Regions from separate parts of the Mus musculus genome. Here region 1 is linked to region 2. Evidence: chromatin contacts called from public promoter capture Hi-C data. All regions are on one chromosome and are shown on one strand. The core of a region is the stretch at or near the end of the contact, and the rest is flanking DNA. Distances in the headings are between cores, read along the strand shown.

The links. Promoter capture Hi-C pulls out the DNA fragments that hold promoters and counts their contacts.
Region 1: a promoter capture Hi-C map of trophoblast stem cells shows a contact between it and region 2, with 4 times the contacts expected there. The contact joins the enhancer-like site here to the promoter of Arl9 in region 2. A contact is called at or near these places in 18 of 39 promoter capture datasets (the 3T3-L1 cell line, 3T3-L1-derived adipocytes, the C10 cell line and 10 more), 4 of 15 datasets of contacts at CTCF or cohesin (embryonic stem cells, large pre-B cells, pro-B cells and 1 more), 29 of 484 Hi-C or Micro-C datasets (3T3-L1-derived adipocytes, bone marrow-derived dendritic cells, cortical neurons and 13 more), 16 of 115 datasets of contacts at active chromatin or transcription factors (the SCID.adh cell line, bone marrow-derived macrophages, cardiomyocytes and 10 more) and 3 of 9 other capture datasets (adipose tissue, liver and pancreatic islet).

The regions. Positions count from the first base shown.
Region 1 is chr5:77,232,311-77,236,693 of GRCm38.p6, forward strand. No RefSeq gene overlaps it. Among named protein-coding and RNA genes, the nearest start is that of Spink2, 23 kb to the left of the region's middle. Within about 2 kb of position 1,806, at least 3 of the 459 cell types and tissues checked have an H3K27ac peak or open chromatin away from gene starts, as enhancers often do. A contact at or near this core is called in trophoblast stem cells, where this site is marked.
Region 2 is chr5:77,001,274-77,006,133 of GRCm38.p6, forward strand. Arl9 (ADP-ribosylation factor-like 9) reads left to right here and starts at 2,782. Exons shown (of 4, transcript NM_206935.1): 1 at 2,782-2,826. The coding sequence starts at 2,782.

The DNA of each region.
Region 1 (4,383 bases), core at 556-3,055, 230 kb after region 2:
AGGCTGGGTCACACACAGTTCATTATATGGAGATTCACAGTATAGACAAAGCCTTTGCCAGGTTTAACAGGGCCCTTGGTAGTCCCTGTGTTGTGTTGTAAAGTTAAAGAATATATTGACTGAACAGACCACTAGTTTCCCCCAACCCAAAAGCTAAACATGTTGTCAGATCACATCTGAAACCCATAGTGGGGACACCCCTGCTTTGCAGTAGCTGGCATCTGGATCTTTCCACCCATGTATCAGAAATTTCACAAAACCCTTTCAGAACATGGTATTTAGGGCTACCTGAATCGTTCCATGTTCCTTGAGGCCATGGCTCTAGAATAAACTATCCCTTATTCCCTTTGAGGTGAGAGCTGTGTGTTTATATCAGCAAAGCCAAGAGACTAAGAGATTCCAGTTGCTGCTGGTGCTTCTTCTTCTTCTCCTTCTCCTTCTTCTTCTTCTCCTTCTGGGATTAAAGGTGTGTGCCACCATGCCCGGCTATTCTTCTTCTTCTTTTTTAAGATTATATTTATTTTATATATATATGGTGAGTATACTGTAGCTGTTTTCAGACACACCAGAAGAGGGCATCGTATCCAATTACAGATGGTTGTGAATCACTATGTGGTTGCTGGGAATTGAACTCAGGACCTATGGAAGAGCAGTCAGTGCTCTTAACCGCTGAGCCATCTCTCCAGACCCCAGCTGCTTCTAATTCAAGGAGATACCTAGAAAGTATGGGCAGTGTCTGTCAATGATGGAAGCTGGAAGCACATTTCACAATGCTGGGGAGGGGCAGTGCCTAGAAGTGGACCTTTAGGCTGGAGAGATGGCTCAGTGGTTGAAAGCACTGACTGCTCTTCCAGAGGTCCTAAGTTCAAATCCCAGCGACCACATGGTGGCTCACAACCATGCATAACAAGATCTGACTCCCTCTTCTGGAGTGTCTGAAGACAGTTACAGTGTACTTACACATAATAAATAAACACATCTTTAAAAAAATAAGAAGAAGAAGTGGAAACTCTATCTGTCTGTCTGTCTGTCTGTCTGTCTGTCTGTGTCTAGTTCTCTCTCTCTCTCTCTCACACACACACACATACACACACACTAGCTAAGGTCTATAGCAGAAGCAAGCTAGAGAACACAGAGCAAGAAGCCTCGCTCCTTGGGCACTGATTTGATTTCACAGTAGAGAGCACAAGCCTAGAGATTTACACTGAAAAGACATGTGAGAAAAGTCAACTCAGAAAATGGCCGGTTTCTTCCTCCTAAATATATATTTGTGTTTGCTGACCATCTGTGGTGTGGCAGCTCCAGAAATAAATAGGACACAGCCTTGAGTGTCAAGGATGACAGTCTTGCTACTGAGGGACCTTTGTTCCCCTCCGAGGAGCTGCGAGAGAAAATAGTTAAGCTGGTGTGGATGCCTGACGAGCAACCACGGGAGGCACAGTGCAGGAAAGATGCACCACTGTGGGCCCCAATCTTCCTCACAGTTACCTTTAAGCTTTCTTTATGTCTCCATCACTAAATGGTTGCATTTATAGGCCCCAAATCCCAGAAACAATCATACTTGTAGCATTTACATGCTACGAGGTCACAATAATCAGTATTTGCAGAGATGCTGGGCAAGATGAAGCCAAACTGAATGGTTGTCAGAGCCAAGACTGAAGTTGATAAGACATTGTTGCCTTAATCTGGTACTATTCCTGTTATGGGAAAAACACCCAAGACAGGCATCTGAGTCTGTGTGGAGCATCGGAAGTATTCACGCTGGGTCTGACTCACGAGAGAGATCTCCAAAGCTTCGGCCCGGGGCTGCAGTTTCCTGCAACTTCACAGATACATGGTGTCATCTTTTACCTAGTTTGCCATTGGTGGCTTTAATTCTTAGCCTAAGAGACGTCTTCAGACACACCAGAAGAGAGCATCAGATCCCATTACAGATGGTTGTGAGCCACCATGTGGTTGCTGAGAATTGAACTCAGGACCTCTGGAAGAGCAAGCTGCCAGTGCTCTTAACCACTGAGCCATCTCTCCAACCCCTTTTCTTTCTTTTTTTTTTTTTTTTTTTTTTTTTTTTTGAGGGGAGGGGGTTGAGACAGGATCTCACTATGTACCTCTGTTTGCCCTGGAACTATGTAGACGAGGCTAGCTAGCCTGGAACTCATAGAGCTCCAATTGCCTCTGCCTCCTAAGTGCTGGGATTGAAGGCGTGCACTTTCATTAAAGACATGCACACTAAATGGCCCACGGTTAACGGTGTTTCTCTTCCCTACCCCCAGCCCCAAAGTCTCACTGATTGTCTTGGATGTGCACATCAGTGGCCACATTACCAACCAGGTTTGGATTCCTATTCTCTTTTGACAGGGTTTCTCTGCCCTGGCTGTCCTGGAACTCACTTTGTAGACCAGGCTGGCCTCGAACTCGGAAATACGCCTGCCTCTGCCTCCCGAGTGCTGGGATTAAAGGTGTGTGCCACCACGCCCGGCTGGATTCCTATTCTCAATGACAAAATTAAAGAGAAAAGATGATGGAGAAAAGCAAAAAGGGGAGGTTTATTCTCTGTGGCCAAAACGAGAAGGACAATATAGAGGTTCAATGACCACCTCACGTCCATTTTGGACTCCTGACATATAGATTCAGTTTAAACAGAGGGGCAAGAGGTATGCATAACTAAGTAGCCCCAGTCAAGGCATAAGCCTGCCCATCATCATTGTCTGAACCCTCTTGTGTCCTACCAAGGTGGCTTAATAAGTTGTCAGCCCTGAGACAAGCTCCCCGCTGACTGTACCAGGGCTGTACATTAGCATTTCTTCTAGGCTCCACCCCACAGTTACCTGGCAACAGCCAAGTGTACCGGACTCAGGATAAAAGAGGCTGCTTGCCCCCTCCTCGCTCTCTTGCTCTCTTCCCCTCTTCTCTATCTCTTCTCTCCCCATTCCCCTCCCACCTCTCTCTCCACATGTTCACAGCTGGCTCTATTCCCCCCCTCTCTCCCTCCCTTTCTCTGTCACTACTCCCCCCTTAATTCCCCTCCCAGTGCCCTAAATAAACTATTTCATACTATATCCATGGTATGGCTGAGACCGCAGGGGGAAGGGATGTCTCAGCATGGACCAGCAGAGGCCCACTCCCACCCCGGCACATACTTCACCTCTACCAACATACCCCTGGTTCTTTCTTTTTTTTTTTTAAAACACAAGGGCCCCAGGCTTTTCCTTCTCTCAGCAACAAGCTGAGGAGAAATTCCACTTTCTTGGGGGCCATTGTTTCAATAGTCTCATAGCCAAAGGGAAGGCACCAATGTCATCTCTAAAAGATGTTCCTGGGCTGGCAAGATGGCTTAGCAGTTAAGAGCACTGATTGCTCTTCCGAAGGTCCTTGAGTTCAAATCCCAGCAACCATATGGTGGCTAACTACCACCTGTAATAAGATCTGGATGCCCTCTTCTAGTGTCTCTGAAGACAGCTACAGTGTACTTATGTATGATAATAAATAAACCTTAAAAAAAAAAAATAAGTGGCTGGGTGTGATGGAGCATGCCTTTAATCCCAGCACCCGGGAGGCAGAGGCAGGTGGATTTCTGAGTCTGGTCTACAGAGTGGGTTCCAGGACAGCCAGGGCTACACAGAGAAACCCTGTCAAGGGGGGGTTGGGGGCAATTATGGGTCAGTTTACGTTCTAGTCATCTGAATACTCAAACTGAGAGGAGATCCAGTAGACTTTGTATCTGCCTGTAGGCAGGCCCCAGTGCCTAGGCAGGCCAGAGACACCGGCTCTTGGCAGGAAGACCTCTCTACAGGTCTGCTCGCTATGGTAGCTGATTCCCCCACCATGAAGGCTAAGCAGGTACCACAGCTTCCTTTTGGATTCCCATTCTGGAAGTTGCTGGCACCTGCCACTTCTGCAGGGTTCTAGGTTAGAAACAAGTTACTGTATCCAGCTAGCTGACTCCCAAAGGAATGGAAACGGGGTGGTGGGGGGATGGGGTTTGAAGGGAGGGAACATGAGAAGAAAGATTTAGAGGCTACAGTGTGGGGGAAGGGCAGAAATAATTCAACCGGAGACTATGTATCTGTTTGCTACTTGCTTGCTGCTTGCTTGTGTTTTAAGACCAGGTCTCCCTATGTAGCCTTGGCCAGTCTGGAACTCATTCTATAAACCAGGCTGGCTGCAAACTTAACAGAGATCCACCTGCCTCTGCCTCCCAAGAGCTGGGATTAAAGGTGTGTGCTACCTTACTCTGTCTTTAAAAACTAAACAGGGGACTGGCTAGATGGCTCAGTGGTTAAAGAGCACTGAATGTTCTTTCAGAGAGAACCCGGGTTCCATTCCCAGCACCCACATGGCAGCTCACAACTGTCTGTTGAGAGAGCCCCGACTTGGAACTTC
Region 2 (4,860 bases), core at 1,532-4,031:
TCCCTCTTCCACTGGACAGTCCTGGTGATCTCAAGTTGAACGAAATCAGCTGCCAGCCCCAGGCAGGTGCGCCTACGCAAAATGTCAGAAATGCCAGATAGTCAGCTGTGCTCACTGGCAGGACTGCGGTGACCATGGGTGTGGCCTACGCCTTGTGGTCCTACGTCTCCACCTTGAGCCCCACACCAGGGCCACACCTGCCAGGATCGGGGGCGGCTCCGGCGCGCGGGCGCGCAGGGGACAGAAAGGGAAAGGCGGTGGCGGGGATGGAGAGGGGGAAGACTAAGAAAGAGAGTCAAAGGTTTTCTTCGAGCACTAGGGAAACAGCAGTAAAGGTAGAGAAGGAAAAAAAGAAGGACGTGGAAGTAAAAAGCAAGGAGAAGGGGAAAGAGAAGGAGAAGGAAGAGGAGAAAAAGAAGTCTGTGGAACTGAAAAACAAGAAGGGGAAAGAGATAGGGAAAGGAGAAGAGAGAGGGAAGGAGGTAGGTCTGAAAATCAACCAAGGGAAAGAGAAAGAAGAGAAGAAAAAGAAGAGTGTGGACCTGGAAATCAAAGAGAATGGGAAAGACAAGGGGAAGGAGGAAGAGAAAAAGAAGAGTGTGGACCTAAAAACCAAGGAGAATGGGAAAGACAAGGGGAAGGAGGAAGAGAAAAAGAAGAGTGTGGACCTGAAAACCAAGGAGAACGGGAAAGACAAAGGGAAGGAGGAAGAGAAAAAGAAGAGTGTGGACCTGAAAACCAAGGAGAATGGGAAAGACAAGGGGAAGGAGGAAGAGAAAAAGAAGAGTGTGGACCTGAAAACCAAGGAGAACGAGAAGGACAAAGGGAAGGAGGAAGAGAAAAAGAAGAGTGTGGACCTAAAAACCAAGGAGAACGGGAAAGACAAAGGGAAGGAGGAAGAGAAAAAGAAGAGTGTGGACCTGAAAACCAAGGAGAACGAGAAGGACAAAGGGAAGGAGGAAGAGAAAAAGAAGAGTGTGGACCTGAAAACCAAAGAGAATGGGAAAGACAAGGGGAAGGAGGAAGAGAAAAAGAAGAGTGTGGACCTGAAAACCAAGGAGAACGGGAAAGACAAAGAGAAGGAAGAGAAGAAAAGAAAGAGTGCGGACCTGAAAACCAAGGAAACCGGAAAAGAGAAGGAAGAAGAGAAAAGAAAGAGTGCGGACCTGAAAACCAAGGAAACCGGAAAAGAGAAGGTAGAGGAGAAAAGAAAGAGTGCGGACCTGAAAACCAAGGAAACCGGAAAAGAGAAGGTAGAGGAGAAAAGAAAGAGTGCGGACCTGAAAACCAAGGAAACCGGAAAAGAGAAGGAAGAGGAGAAAAGAAAGAGCGCGGACCTGAAAACCAAGGAAACCGGAAAAGAGAAGGAAGAGGAGAAAAGAAAGAGCGCGGACCTGAAAACCAAGGAGAATGGGAAAGACAAAGGGAAGGAGGAAGAGAAAAGGAAAAATGACGAGAAAGGCAAGGAGAACGGGACAGGGATGGAAGCCAAGGAGGAGCAAGGGACGGAGAAAGAGAAGGAACAGGTCACAGAACAGGTCAAGGAGAACACCAGCACCTCCATTAAAACCCTGTACCCGCCGCCGGTAAGAGACCTGGGACCGGGACTTCCGAGGTCACAGCGGGCATCCAGACCCGCTGGCTCTGTTACGTCGTCGTGGCCGAAGTACGCAGAGAATCGGGTCTTTTCCGAGGGCTTCTGTCTATGGATGGGGGGAAGTGCCAAGGTTCGAACACACCCCTCCTGTCCCCAACTTTACTTACCCCTTCTTATGTCCCCGGGTCCTACCCCTCCTTGTCTAGGGTTGAGAAACCAGGAATCTTAATTGTCCTGATGAAATACAGAGACTGCCCCTGTCTCTGTCCCTCAGCGCTTCAGCGTGCGGACCACGTAAACAATGCCGAAACCAATATTGAACTCTCCTCCTCGAACTTACTGTGAATATATTCTTTGTTGGAAGAGCTAGCGTTCTTGAAAACATGCATATTGAATAATACATGATGTGTTGGGGGCTCCCTGGTTCTTTCCCACGGGCGCTGTAGTTACTGTCTGCATGGCTTTCAGAAGGGAAGGTGGCAGGCTTAATTAGTCTCAGAACTCCAGGTCAGAACCTTAGTTGGTTTCTTGCCTCAGAGCCGCTTCCTGGTTCTTAACAATTTGAATTGTTGACAGGACTTGATCCCTTGTAAAATACAGACTCCACAGAAACACAGATGATGAAAGAAATAACTATTGACAAAGAACAGTGATGTTCAGAATTAGACTTGAGTATTTACCTTCCAGGGTGTTTTTCACGGGGCCAGGCTTCTCACTTTGCCCTTCGGATGTGCCTGCCGCTGCCACTTCACCCAATGTGAGAAACTGCATAGTTTCTAGTAGTTCTAGTAGTGGGCTGGGTTTGCGCCCTCCTAGGGGAGAATAAATTAGATTTTCTTCTAAACTCTCGATTTACAGTGTTTTGAGCTTTCTCTAGACGATAAACGTGAAGGACCCTGTGGTTTGGTTTGGCTTGACTCTTAGAGCTACCATTAGAACCCAGAACTTAAGCAATGAACTCTACCGCTGAGCCAGTCTGTATTGTCAGCTTAAAATATAAGCACAATGTAAGCCTTGAGTGCAGAATTTCTAGGAAAGATAGGCTGGGGGATTAGGAGTAGGGGACAGTTTTTAATACAATATTTCCTAAAACTTTGGGTGTCCTTGTTTTAGATATCACTAAGAAAAACTGCTTTGGCAGCAAAAGATGACCAACCGGAATAAAATATATCCTAATTTCAGTGATGCGGATGATCTTAGAATTGATGAAGTGTGACCGGGTAGCCTGGGTAGGACTCGTAGTAGAAATGGTAGGGGACACAATGCATGCTCTGCAGCCATTTTTTAGTGCCTCTATTACTTTAAAGTGTGCAGTTTTGAAAATTTTCAATGGCCTTGTCCATACCATAGTGTTGACTCAGAAAGGCACTGCAACACTTCGGATGGAAAAGGAGGTTAGGGCAGGGTTATGAAATACTCATGGAAATACCAATTCTTTAAGTCAGTGCGGTGCAGCTGCTCAAGCACAAGGACCTGAATTTGGACCCCCAGCATCTACGTAAAACCTAAGCAACACACACACACACACACACACACACACACACATGCAACACACATGTACACACACATACACACACACATACACCACACACATGTACACACACATACACCACACACACATGCAACACACATGCACACACACCACACACATGCACACATGCAACACACATGCACATACACCACACACATGCAACACACATGCACACACACATACACACACCACATATACACATGCAACACACATGCACACACACATGCACACACACATGCACACACACCACATACACACATGCAACACACATGCACACACACATGCACACACACATGCACACACACACCACACACATGCACACACACATGCACCACACACATGCACCACACATACACACACATGCAACACACATGCACACACACATACACACACATGCACCACACATGCACACACACATGCACCACACATAAGCACACACACCATACATGCAACACACATGCACACACACACACACACACACACCACACAGGTTCAAGTGAGTGCACCAGATAAACATAAACAATTTTTCTCCCAAAGAACAAAACCCAAATATATACTGTCTTTAAAATCTGAGGCCTTCATAGATCCTGCTTTCTACATAAGTCCTTATTAGGCCATACCGTAAAACATCTTTCTTTCACTCAGATTTTTTTTTTTTTTTCTTAACAGATGAGAATGGTTTCAGTGCCAGCACTAGAGGGAATTAAGGCTGCTCTGGGCTAAAAAGTGAGACCCAAAACAACAAAAAATTCAACAGACAAAAGAGATGGGCTAGAGATTCTAATGGTATTTTAGATCACCTTTGAAACAGATGGGGGACTTATCTTTACTCCTCAGAGGCAGAGGCAGGTAGATCTGTGAGTTCAAAGCCAGCCTGATCTACACAATGAGTTCCAAGTCCTGTAGGGCTGCATAGTGACCTCGGACTCAAACATTAAGATCATGTTTTGGATTGGGGATGAGAATACTTGCTTAGCAAGTCCAAGTTCCTGAGTTTAATCCTCTGCACTGTGCTCAATCAATAATTTCTAGTGTTCCGATAGTGGAAGCAGAGTTATATGATGTTATTATTTTGGAAGCAGGACCATTGGAGACAATTGCTAGTGTTTTTGTTTAAATATTGTTTGGACTATAAGAACCACATCCCTGAGCGCCCTGAGCTAGCCCTGCATTCCTGCTGTTCTTCCTTTATGATCACCGGGTTTGTGTTTGTGTTTGTTTTTCAAGACAGGGTCTTGGTCTGTAGCTTAGGCTGTCTTTGACTCACTATGACTCACAGAGTTCTGCCTGCCTCTGCCTCCCTAGTGCTGGGATTAAAGGTACAAGCTCCTTTCTGATTATTCGTGGTGAGAAACTCTAAGGCTGGAATGGTAATAGAGAGCTGCCTTTGAAACTTGCTTACAAATGCCCAGCTTTAATGTTTGGCGTTATAACAAATACTCTTTTGTTATTTTGATGGGTTTAACAATTTCTCTAGTCTTAGGCTTCCTGCTTAATCATGATACTTCTACTAAAAATATGAGAGAGAGTTGGGTGGTGGTGGCGCAAGCCTTTAAGACCAGCACCCCAGGCAGAGGCAGACAGATCTCTGTGAGTTTGAGGCCAGCCAGGTCTACAAAATGAGTTCCAGGACAGCCAAAGCTGTTACACAGAAAAACCCTGTCCTAGAAACAAACAAACAAAAGCATAAGGGAGGAACTTTGTCCTAATATTTTGTAGCCAGTTTATCCAA